Linked DNA regions of Zea mays: region 2 is linked to region 1. The links are chromatin contacts, called in public Hi-C maps. All regions are on one chromosome and are shown on one strand. Each heading gives the region's core, a stretch centred on a gene start, on an enhancer-like site or on the middle of the called end of the contact. The rest is flanking DNA. Distances are from core to core; before and after follow the strand shown. Region 1 holds the start of LOC111589762 (putative cyclin-dependent kinase F-2). Region 2 holds the start of LOC100280166 (Gamma-tubulin complex component 3).

Region 1 (6,535 bases), core at 2,016-4,515:
GAGCTGCAATTCATTGTTTAGGAGTGATTATACTTAATGAAATCATGAAGATATGTATACCTATAATTTTAGCTCCGAGGTGACTAGAGACTAGAGCATCATATGGATTTTTTTGAAGTGATAATCATGTTTCATAATTCGTTGGCCTATCAATGTACATAGAAGGCGAGAATGTGGAACATTGAAATTTGGAGCTTGACCAGTTCGGTTAATGTAACAATATGTTGTACAAGTCTGTGCAGTAAAAGTAGGATAATTAGTACTTCATTTTTCATGTTTTCTGATTAGCTTTTCATAGCACACATCTCAATATATTTGTCTAAATAATCAAGCTATGTGTTTTCTTTGTTCTTTCAATCTTATTGTGACTTCTGAATTTATTCATGAGCATAACTGCTTATTTTATCCTTTAAGACTGTCATAATCTGCTGAAATGCTGCTACTTTTTTTGTTTTACATCTAAGTCTGTTTTTTGTTTCTTCTCTAATTTGTTCCGTCGGTGATGCACTGATGCTTGCAGTTCTTTGCTCAACCATATTAATCTAAAGATGGTGCCCTTTCTGCGCATGTTCGTCAACTCGACAGTTTGTCAATTGGAAACTTTGCCCGTCTAATTATGGTTCTGGACCATTAGTGGTTTTTGTATTCAATTAGTAAACTGAGTTATATAGAAGTAATGATAATTGGTTATCTACATACATGTTTGATTTACCCTGGTAAATCAGGGTTAAATTACTAGTATAAGAATTTACACAAGTGGTGCTGTGGCCGGGAAACAATAGCTAAGCTATATGTATGAAATCTGCACACCTATCACAAGGCAATACCTTAGGCTGGCCGCAGCGGAGAGCGTTGAGCAGCCACCTCCCCTTCGTAGCGGCTACAGCTCCCTCCTCCGACCCCGCAGCGCTGTCTCCTACACGCCACTCTAGGCGCCGGCTCTCTTCTCTCCTTCCCTTAATCCAGCGGTTTACTGTTCATCTCCTACGACACTGTGCTGTGGGTTCACAAGTAATTGTTAGTAGATAAAAAATTAATAGTAGATATAGAAAATGATATTTTATAGTTGTGAGGTATAAGGGGAGTATTTAAGGGGAACTACTGCGGGAGATGAAAAGGTGGGAGATGAAAAGGTAGGGGATAAACTGTTGATGATGTGATCCAAAAAAGTGATATAAGGCTATCCGCAACCGTTACCCCTAAATTTTTTCCTCTATATCACTTTTTCCCCTATTTTTCCTCCTATTTTTTCATCTCCCGCAGCGGTTCCCCCTAAGTACTCCTCTATACCCCACTACAACTATAAAATATCATTTTCTATATCAACTATCAATTTTTTATTTACTAACAATTACTCGTGGACCCACAGCACAGTGTTTAGGGTGATGAACAGGGACACGCTAGATCTGGAGGGAGAGAGAAGGAGACCGACACGTAGGGGGTGCTGTAGGGGGCACCGCTGCGGCCGTAGGATGCCCCCTACAGCCGCCATGCAAGGGGAGGGGGATGTCGAGGGGGTTGCGTTGCGCACAACCTAAGAGGAGAAATTTAGAAGGAACCGCTGCGAATAGTCTTAGGGCTTGGGGTGGATAGTCAGTGCTTGAGTGTGAATCTTGTCTCATTACTTGAGTCGTCTTTTCAGTTTTACTAGCTGGTTCACCCCGTTTTTCAACTATGAAACAATTTTAAAACCATTTATTACGTTCGAACACTTCATGACACTATAAAACTGAAGTATGTCACAAAACCATACTACTCCCTCCATTTTTTTTTTCAATTTGACGTTTTTAGTGTAAAGTTGTACAGTTGAGCGTCAAATAAAAAGAAATGGAGCTAGTATTTTTTCTAAACCTCAAAAAATACTTTTTAAACAGCCGGTCTAGTTCTCTAAGCAGTATAGACATACTGTGCCTAAGTAAAGCCGAGAAACCTTCGATATTTTAAATTAAAAATGGCGGGGCAACTAGAGATGGCCAAACGGGCCGCCCGGCCCAGCCCGGTCCGGGCCCGGTGAAGCCCGACCAAAAACCGGACTGGGCCTGCTGAGCCAGCAGGCTTAATTTTCTGTCCAAGTCTGGTCCGCATCGGGCCTAAACGGGCCGAGCCGGCCCGTTTAGCACGAAAAAACGGGCCGAAAAGTGGGCTAAACGGGCCGGTAAACATGTTTTAGTGTAAAAAAACGGGCTTAACGGGCTTAGAGGTAAACGGGCCGTGCCGGGCTAGCCCGCCGTGCCTAGTTTACTGTCCAAGCCCGCCCGCTTATTCTACCGTGCCGGGCTCGGACCGGGCCAAAAAAGCGGGCTTCGTGCCGGGCTCACGGGCCTCGTGCTTTTTGGCCATCTATAGGGGCAACCATGTGACGTTTGGTGATGGTCTTGCAGGAGATTTCGAAATAGCATATGGGTTATCTCCAGCAAATTCTCAATAGCACTTATTTTAAACTTCACTCTGCCAGCAGATTTTCTATAGCACTTATTTTAAATTTCACTCTACGAACTATATAATTTATAGTGCAACATATTGTTTTACACGCTCCACCGGAGCGTCAACACATTTGCATGGTATGTTGGTAGCGCCAAATGCTTTTGTGAAATCATTTCGAGTCCTTCCTATGTGTACATTAAACTAAACATATTTGTACATGAGTAATATTTTGACAATGTAATTACGAGAGAATTTTTCACCATTGACAAACTTTTCCACTCATCGTCTAATGGAAGAATTGCCCTTTCACCGTTTACAAACTTTTCCACTCATCGTCTAATGGAAGAATTGCCATCTCTACGGGACACCAGCGGTGCCAATGAACCACGGGAGTTGGAGAGCCGTGGCGGCCGTGAGCCTCTCCTTAGGGTTACACGTCAGGAGCCCCTTCAAGACACCGTATCCATCCTCTGACAGCACATCACTGGGTAAGAGCTCGCGCAGTCGACTGTCGCGGCGCGGTGGTGGCAGCCGGGCTCGCCGTCGCAGCACCTTGCCGCACATGAACGGCGACATGAATGTCTCGAACGTTTCCTCGGCCGGTGCGCCGAGCAAGTCGAAGATCTTGTCGATCTGTCGCACGCCGTTCTCCACCTTGAACAACACCTTGCCGGAGAGCAGCTCCGCCATGACGCAGCCGATGGACCACAGGTCCACGCGCTCGTCGTAGTCGGATCTACACATCAGCACCTCCGGTGCCATGTAGGCTCCCGTGCCTACCCGGTATGGTGGTCCGGACTTGGCCGTGTACATCACTACATCGCCAGCCCGTAGTCGCAGATCTTCACGACCCTGCCGTCCTCTTTGACGAGGATGTTTACGGGCTTTGTGTCACGGTGGACGATGCAGAGCGAGTGCATCGCCTGGGCACCGGTTAGGATATGCCTCATGATCCGACGCACATCGGCTTCAGGGAACGGGGCGTCGTGGATACGCAGGTGCTTATTCAGGGCGTGGCGCAGGCTCGGCCCGACGAATTCCATAACGACGAAGTACTCCTTGGTGCCCGGCCTGCGTGCCACGGTGTGGAGTCCGACGAGGTTGGGGTGGCCGGCGGAGGCCGCCAGGAAGCAGGCCTCCCGCAGCACCTCGCCGACGTCGGGGGATTTCTTGCCGTCTCGCCCTCGGAATGTCTTTATGGCTACGGCCTGACCGGTCTTGCGGTGGCGTGCCAGGATGACGGCGCCGAAATTACCAATGCCGACCTCGCCTATCTGCTTGTAGCTGCGGGTGCTGTCCACGCACAGCCTCCTCCTCCTCTTTTTCCTGCGGTGCTTGCGAGCGGTGGCGCCGTCTTCGATTATAGCGCAGATGGCCGCGATTTTGGCGCCGCTCATGGGTGCTCCCACGGCAGCGTACTCGTCAATCTTGGCGCAGGCTGCGGCGAGCCGTGTAGCGTCCATGGTCGTTTCCGACGCGATGAGCTCGTCACCCGTCATGCACCGTGCCCCGGCGGGTGGAAGGAAGGAACTGATCGCTTGGCGTCGTCGGCGACAACGGAGACCGAGGCACCGTTCACGTGACTTAAATAGATCCGCGGGGGGCGTCCAACGACTGCTCGACCGTCTGATTAATTTGCTGATAACCCTCCGATGTAAACAGAAATGCGGATCGGACGAAGACCTGACCTAAAACAAAGTCAAACTAACTCATCGGCGGCCCGACTCCGACTTGGTGAGGCTTCTCAGCCTTCCCAGGATCCTGATCTTGCCCTCCCATCCCAACCCCTTCCTCCCCTTCTTGGTCGGCGACCCGTCGGAGAGCTCCGCCGCGGAGTCGTCCCACTCATGGATATTGTCAGCCGCGCTTCTCCTCGCTTTCAGCTCGGCGGCGAGCTCTGTCACCGCCGCCTCCGGTTCGTCTCTGTTCCTAAGAAGCACCTCTCCGACCTCGGCCGGCGTCATCTCGGCGCCGCCCCTGATGGAGTCCTCAGCGGCGTCGACCATCTCATGGTCGCCAACGCCGACGTAGCGCTGCACCAGCTCGCGCATGGCGTGCGTGCCGCACGCGTCGAGGCGCACGTGGACGTCCATCCTCCCCGGGCGAAGCAACGCGGGGTCGATGCCGTCCACGTGGTTCGTCGTGAACACTATGATGCGCTCCTCGCCGCAGCACGACCACAGGCCGTCAGTGAAGTTGAGGAGGCCGGACAGCGTCACCTTGCCCCGGTGGTTGTCGTCGCCATTGGCACCGGCGTCGTCGTCCGAGTCGGATGAGTCGTCGTTGTAGGAAGCGGCGTGGAGCTTGCGTCTCTTGTGCAGCCTCTCGGAGGCTAGGCCTCGGTCGCCAGTGAGGTGGAGGGAGCAGTCGATGTCCTCGATGACAATGAGCGACCGGTTGGTGGTCTGGATTAGGAGCGCGCGGAGGTCCGCGTTGGTGGCCACACGGGTGAGCTCGAGGTCGAACACGTCGTAGCGGAGGTGGTTCGCCATGGCCGCGATGAGCGAAGACTTTCCCGAGCCGGGCGGGCCGTGCAAGAGGTAGCCGCGCTTCCACGGCCTGCCTGTCCGGCGGTAGAACTCCCTCCCTTGGGAGAAGGCCGTGAGGTCGGCAAGGAGGCGCGCCTTGAGTCCCGGGTCGAGCGCGAGCGTGTCGAAGGTGGCCGGGTGGCAGAACGGCACCGACGCCCACGCCGCGGCGCCACGCGGGGACGCCGCGTTCGTGTGCAGCCTCCGCGCCCGCGACGAGCGCTCCAGGTGGTCCGCCGCGTCGGCCAGGTGCGCGAGGTACGCCGGGAGCACCGCCGCGGCGTGCCGCTTCGGGAGGCGCAACGAGAAGGACCGGCGCTCCTCGAGCGAGTCCTGGAGCGTGTCGGCGTGGTGCGTCCACACGGCGCGGTGGCCGTTGAAGGTGTCCGCGACCGAGTGGTTTGGGGAGAGCGACACCGACGGCGGGGATGGCGCAGCGCCGTGGGCGTGGCCGCCGGAGCCGGCGGAGGAGCGCGGCAGCGAGAGCGTGAGGCGTGGCGGCGGAGGCGAGGAGAGGAGGAGGGAGCGGTGGAGGTAGAGCTGGATGTGGCGGTAGAGCGCGTTGGGCTCGACGGCCGCAGAGCCGAGGAACTCGGGCACGTCGAAGTAGGAGTAGGGCGTGAGAGAGTCTTGGAGCGACTGCCACAGCGAGTGCAGCAAGGAGAGCAGCTGCGTGGGGAGGACGTTCTGCAGGATGGTGAGCAGGCCCAGGAGCGACCACATCTGCGACAGGAACTCCATTTCTGAGCAAAGCTTCTTGCCAGCTGCAGCCCTTGCTCTTCTCTACTTGGGATTTGGTATGGTTCCTGGTGTTGCTCGAGAGGGTGTAGTGGAGTGTATCGTGGTGTAATGCAGTTTGGTGATTGACCATGGCATCTAGTTACTAGTTATATATGGAGGCAAAGTCCGCTGGAAGGAAAGGGAGGAGGAAAAAAGGTACACACAATGCGCTTGAATATATGCTTGCATGCATGCTCCAAAAGGTAGTAGATATCATGGATAAGTATAGTGTTTGACGATGACACAACAACGTCAGTCTTAGGCTCTTAGCCTCTATGTCTAAGAATGTGATGACATATTATCATCACAATTATGGTCCTGTTGGGATCCTCCTGTCTAATTATTTGTCAGTGGTTAATAATTAGCTAACAAATAATTAGTTAGCAACAATTAGCACTACTACAGTAAACCTATGTACAGGCGGTCCGGTTAGCCTCTACACAGGCGGTTCCAAGAAGCGCTTGTGGTGCACCGCCTGTGATGTAAAACAACATCATAGGCGGTCAATCAAAAACCGCTTGTGATAGATACACATTACAGGCAGTCCAGTTTAAAGGAACCGCATGTGATAGACACACATCACAAGCGGTTTCTAATCCTAGCCGCTTGTGTTAGCCACACATCACAGGCGGTTTTAAATATAAGTCCGACTGTATTTCAATATACAGAATCCAGATTCATATTCAGATTCCAGATTCATATACAGAATTAATAACAGATTCAAACACAGATTCCATACACAGATTCATCATACACAGATTCCATACACAGATTTATACATATCAAGTTCCATAACCATTTCC
Region 2 (6,331 bases), core at 604-3,103, 340 kb before region 1:
CAGTGAAGTCAAGGCGGAAGAGAAGGAACTTCAAATCGACGTGCTGTTGCATGGGCAGCTGCGTAATAAAAGCATCAAGAGAAGCTGTATAATCCTTTGCGATGCTATCCAGGTCTTCACCCATTTTCCAGAAAAGTTCTCCAGCTAGTTGGATCATAGCTTTTCTGCCGCCATCAAACCATGAACCTGTATCCTTTGATTTTGATTTACCCTTTCCCCTGCAATAAAAATGAAACATTGGAGTAAAATGTAAATCAAACAGTAGGTATGAGATAAGCTTTAAAGTAAAGATGGAATCACAATATCTGATTCTGCAATAATCTAACCTTAGCTGCAACTCATATATCCTTTCAAACCATCGATCAGCATGGCTTCGAAACTGTAAAATAATGTCAAACAGTTCAAACAGATTCCTCAAAAGTCCTTGGGAATGTTCACCAAGCAGGGCCTTCTCCAGTATCGAGTTGAGATATTTATCGTGTGCTAAGAGAAGGTCATCTAAATCCTTTGCTGCATCCATTTCATCAGAAAAACGGGCCCACGAAACCTCCAGGACCTCAAACATAATGTAGTATTGGAAATTGGTCACAAAGTGATTCATCTCATTGAATAGAACTTGACATTTACGAAGAACTGATACAAATTGAGCTCTGATGCTTGTTCCTTCCTTGTAAAATGGAGAAGAAACAATGCAGTTAGGTTTCATAGTCTTCCACACTCCGGTAAGGGAGTGATCTACGCGTTTGAGCTTCCACAAGAAGTTGAAAACCTTGAGATACATCTTCATAACTGAAGCTGTGAACACAGTGTCCAGGGGGACCCTAGCATCATACTCCAAAGAGAAGACATCCCAGCCACGATCACCATCCCCATGATCCATCATCTTTACCTTTATCCGGTCCAAGATATCACAGTCATCATATTGTGCATTGGATGCTCGGATTGCAGTCTCAAGCAAGCCAGCCAATTGGAAGGAGCTAATCCTATTTGCTGGCTCTGATAACTCGGGGCCAACAACGTCCATAAGATACTGGACAAAATCACCCTGCCCAAGAAGCAAGTAACGCTTAATAGCAAGGCAGTGGTCCTTAAATCGGTACCGCTTATGAATGACATCCATCAAATGTCGATCAATCCTCTTGGCTGCCTCAACCACCAATGCCTCCAAAGCATCAGTCTCCCCATAACCAAGGCCACCCCGAGATGTTGTAGTGCCAACATATGCAGCAGCCTCGGCAGCAGCATCAGCCCAGCCACTATCGTCACAGCATACTCTAAGAAAGTTGATTGACTTGCCAGTTCTAAGAATCCGTTTTGCGAGCACTGGAGATATGAAAGCTGGAAGCATATCAGATTGAATAAGGTAGCCCTCCCGCCACAAAGATTCTGCTTTCACTGGCTGCCCAACGATAAAAAACTCTGCAAATACATCCTCCAATTCCCCTTCTAGCACCCAGCTCCTGACCATCTCAAACAACGGCGAGCACACCCGGCGCAGTAATCGGCCCATAAACTCCTGAAACATAGGATCTCCGTGTTGTGCGTGCCCATGGATCACACCAGCCATAGCACCACCCCTCAGTCCCCGGCATCCATCAACCAGAACAGCCATTAGGCGCATTCTCACTGCAGGCTCAGCAAGCCACACTGCAAGACGGCGCAGTGAGAGGTAATTACTGGACACACCTGAATCAGATCCAGGTGTGGGAATTGGATTCAATGAGTACGATTCCAGAACAGCCAGCAGCTTATAATAATCAGACAGCTCCTCCTGGAGCGCCGAGCAGAATGCCTGGGTAACAGTGCCCACCTCAGTGGCAGCATCTGAGGGCGAGCGGCTTATGTTGTCAGAAATGAAGCCCCGCACCTTGCTGAACAGCCAGCCAAGCTCGCATAGCTTGCGAACGAGGGTGCGCGTGGATCGCGGCACTCGAACACCGTCTGGAAGGTCGTAGGAGTCCACGGACTTGTCATAGCGCACGTAGCGGCCGTCGATGCCCTGGCACGCGTACAGCACGTCCCGCACAAGCGCGGCCTCCGACACCTCCGTCTCGTCGATCACCAGCTCGGTGTACTCACGCAGCGCGATCTCGCGGATGTTGTCCGGATCCTTGGAGACCAGCACCAGGCCGCCCGGCGGCGCCCCGTGCGTCCGCGAACCCGGCCTGACACCGGCGCCCGGCGCCGTCCCCGAGGTGGCATTCTGCGGTAGGGCGGCGATGGGAAGGTTTGGGAGGCACGAAGCCGCGGCGGCGGCGCGGTACTGCGAGGAGAGAGAGTCGAGCAGGTAGAGGAGCGGCCACAGCGACGCTGGGCGGGCACGGACGGAGAGCTTGGAGTGGAGGTCAGCGAATGAGAGCGCATCATCGGGGCGGCCCGAGGCGGCGAGGCGGCGCTTGATGGACTCCGCGAGCGCGTGCTCATCGGGGAGGACCGCGGGGGCGAGGCGGCTGGAGAGGATTCGGTGCGCGAACCGCAGCGCACCGCCCGTGTCGCGCCCGCCGCCGCGCCCGCCGGATTCGGCGGCGGAGAGGAGGCGGTGGACGAGCTCCTTGACGAGATCCTGGGTTTGTTGGTCCGTCATTGGTGCGGGCTGGGAGGATGGAGTGGAGCTAGGGTTCCGGCAATTGTGTGCGGGGTTTGGGAAATTTTGCGGGTGCGGTAGGCCGATAGCTAGTTCTGAGTGACAGGAAAAAAATGGTTACAAGCCGCTTGGCTCGTCGTAAAGCGTCCGTGTGGCATGACTGGTGTAGGATAAACCGAGACAAGATTTCAAACAATATACCAATATAACACCTTGCTTTACTAATTTATTGTAAATTTAGGGGCATACATGTCCAAAGGACGAGCTCAACAAAGTTTTATCAAGTATGGTGTTTGAATCCTTCTAATTTCCTTGTGAAGTGGATCTATAGTAATGAAATTGCGCATTAATGTTCTATATATTGTTAGGACACATAGGTTTTATGTCCTTAAAATATGTAGCCGTGGTAGAATATATGTAGCTTTTTCTGATTTTACGATATACCAACCTATACCTTTAGGGCATGTTCGGTTCCTAAGAAATGGTCATCTGTAACCATTCTTAGCCAGATTTTTTGTCTAATTTATATAGGGTTTGATCAATTGGATCAATCTTAGGGTGAATTCCGGCTCAAATGAACAGGTCCTTATCGATTTAGCTAGAGAGATGCGAGGAAAACATTTATTAGGGTGTGTTTGGTTTGACTTTTGACTTTGGCTTTTGTCCTCCTAAAAGCCAAAATCCAACCAAAGGGCTGGATTCAGAAAACAGTTTTTTCTAAAAGCCGACTTTCTCGTAGTGCAAATCTGAAAGCACCCCTGGACCTGCTTTTAGTGGCTTTTCGGATGGAACTGTGAAAACATATGTCGAAGAATTTTTAACGACTTTTAGTAGTTTCCACCAAACGGCTTTTAGCTTTTTAACAGCTTACAGCTTACAGCTTACAGCTACCTTTTCCACAGCTCACAGCCCACAACAACTTTTTTCACATACACAGCCCAACCAAACAGACCCTTAGTATTGTGGCTTTGGTGGCGGCGTAGACAGAATAGGGCAAATAGGAAGACACGTTAAAGGTGGCACTGGAGCCGATGTTGGCAATGGCGTCGCACTTCCTCTCGAGTCTCGACCATGTCTGGTAGCACAGCGTGTGTGACCCGCATGACGCCCCTCGATGTTGACCTAGATCAGGCTGCGCATCAGCTCCCCGCCCACCTCGTGGAAGTAGCGCGCGTACGGACAAGACAACGCATCGTGGGCCTAGATGGAGTCTTGAGCGCCTCGACGTCGGCCACGAGCCCCTCAAGATCCTTGGCGAAGTCGCAGGCATCAAGGAGGAGGCGAAGGGCAAAGTTGAGGGAGGGTACCAAGGGGGGTCTGTCGCGGCGGGGCAGGGGGTGGGGACGTAGTGGCAACACGTGGGGGCAGGCGCAGGTGTGGGCCGAAGTGGAGGAAGAGGATGATAGTGGGCATTTAGCACGGGCGCGGAGGAGATGAGGAGCGTGGGTTGTGCGACGGTACGTGGAGCGTGGGATGTGCGGGGCTTGCGGGTGACGATGGCATGGAGGGAGGCGTCGGTATAGATGGCCAAATGGGTCGTGCCTAGCGAGCCGGCCCGAGACACGACCCATTTAATATTGTTGTGGCCTGGCCCGACACTTTAAAAATGGGGCCCGTGCTAGCCCGACTCGAGAGGCGTGCCATTCTTGGGCCACTGTCTCGGCCCGTAGTGTCGGCCCAACCTAACATGATTATTTTTATTATTATTTTGAAAACTCAGTCTACATATATATATATAACACATGTTGACTATTAGACATAAACTTGTTTGGGCTTAAGTGGCTAGCAGAGCACAACCCTTGTCGTCTACTACCTCTACCAGAGCGCACGGGTTCGATCCCCCTCCTGAGCACAATAATTTTGGACAATTTTCTTATAGGCGTCGATTTTCCTATAGACGTTGTGTCACACCCGGATTTTAGGGACACTAAAACCCGGTCATGAAATAATCACCAAATGTGTTGGGACAAAGTCCACATATGATGACTCATGGTATAGAACGATCTTTACTATATAGTGGAGTTCTGTACAAAATAGTTAAATATTTACATCATACGAAGACAACGATCCAACAACCCAAAGTTGACTAGGCGACGACGGCTTAGACCGCTCATGAACTTATCACATCATCCTTCACGCATCTCATCTTAAAGTTGGTCAAAATTTTATTAGCAATTATACGTCCCAAAAGATTTACAGACAATTTGACCCGAGGACCTCCCTATACTCTGCAGCGACGCCTCCCCGCTTGCCCCTACCCGGGTAAGGTAATCTCTCCCTAGCTTTCCTAATTACTTGGCCAAGGGCGTCCCATTCCACCCTTGTGGTAGCACTGTTTTCTCGAGTGGTTCTCCATGTTCCAATTAACAATATGATCTTATCATGAACAATAATTAAACAACAACATAATTAGAACATGATCATAATAAAACATTAGATTCCCAAAACCATGTAGAGCAATAGCAAATCTACCCAATAATTCAGTTGTTTGTGAGGTGGGGGATAAACAATGCTAGAGAAACCTATTAAGTCCCGTCAAATTAACCTGAGCCTGTCACAGTGATTAACAACAAACATTATTAGGTAAAAAGGAGTGATCAAAGCTACAACTTGACTTAGACTCAAGATTCCCAGGTACTTCACCAACTTGGTCTTCAAGTGACTCGTAACCTCGCTGCTACTCGTAGCAATACAAACAAACATGGCATAGGCAAAATTAACATCACACCAATAATAAGAACAAACAACGTAAAAATATTCTACGCGCTGCTACGAGAGCTGCTAAGACCGGAGTTATGGTTAAGAAGTTACAGTTTTCATAAGTTTTATGTGATCAAATATGAAAACTGTGTCTATGTTGATTAATGAATCATGTGAGAAAATGTATTCTCAAGAAAAGATTAATTTAATTTTAATCTAAGTTATAACTTGATTAGAAAACATATTTTTGTCACTTTATAACTAGGGACTGAAGACATTACCTTAACTTTAATTAGAAAAGTTAATCTAATGAACATAGGGTTAACAAATTAATCGTTTAAAACATGTTACATTAATAAGGTTACTAAAATGTAGATAATTTTATTACGAACCTAACGCAATTCGAATGTATCAAATCGGAGTTAAAATGAGAAAGTTACGAACTAAAGAAGTTTTAGGGTGTTTTTAGTGTGATCTACATATCTAAATCAATCACCAGGAACCTTTTTGAAAAATCAAAGGACCTATTTGCAATTCCAAATTTTAATTCCGAGGGTGCTACTGTAAAAGTAGGACGATGGGTTGAATACTAGAAACCAGGGGGTTCCCAATGCAAAATGTACTCGGTGAACGGGTACCAGCTTACCCCAGCCACCCGATCCAAAATCAGTGGCGCGGATTAGATCTACACTTTAACCCAACCGGTGTGTGATTTCTACCAACGGATTAGCGACCAGCGGTCCAGATTTAACTCACGCGGGATCGAACTACGTTCCTCCGATCCCCACCGGATGGCCAGTACCCACATACCGAATCGGTATGCCAGGATATAATCGTGGCCGACCATATTAGCATCAATGGCAAACGATGACACACCCCCAGATCTAATCCTATCGCCACCAGTGGATCAAACGGCCCTAGGTTCACCTTCTTCCTCTGACAGCACCAACGCCGCCGCCCACAAGTCAACGGTGGCGGCATGGTCGGATTTCCCGACCCACGCTATAGGTCGGTAACCTATGATTCTGATGATGCTGCGCACATAGG

Evidence for each region. A called contact is a pair of places that touch in the nucleus more often than the background predicts.
Region 2: a Hi-C map of ear shows a contact between it and region 1, with 2.3 times the contacts expected there. The contact joins the promoter of LOC100280166 here to the promoter of LOC111589762 in region 1. A contact is called at or near these places in 2 of 25 Hi-C or Micro-C datasets (ear and tassel).

The regions. Positions count from the first base shown.
Region 1 is chr7:128,325,314-128,331,848 of Zm-B73-REFERENCE-NAM-5.0, reverse strand. LOC111589762 (putative cyclin-dependent kinase F-2) reads right to left here and starts at 3,265. Exons shown (of 1, transcript XM_023300658.2): 1 at 2,712-3,265. The coding sequence starts at 3,237. The coding sequence ends at 2,782. It overlaps LOC100278733 (AAA-ATPase), which reads right to left and starts at 5,797. Exons shown (of 1, transcript NM_001151913.2): 1 at 4,006-5,797. The coding sequence starts at 5,693. The coding sequence ends at 4,134. It overlaps LOC103632832 (a long non-coding RNA gene), which reads left to right. Exons shown (of 3, transcript XR_004851514.1): 3 at 521-756.
Region 2 is chr7:128,660,312-128,666,642 of Zm-B73-REFERENCE-NAM-5.0, reverse strand. LOC100280166 (Gamma-tubulin complex component 3) reads right to left here and starts at 1,853. Exons shown (of 2, transcript NM_001153098.1): 1 at 327-1,853; 2 at 1-218. The coding sequence starts at 1,621.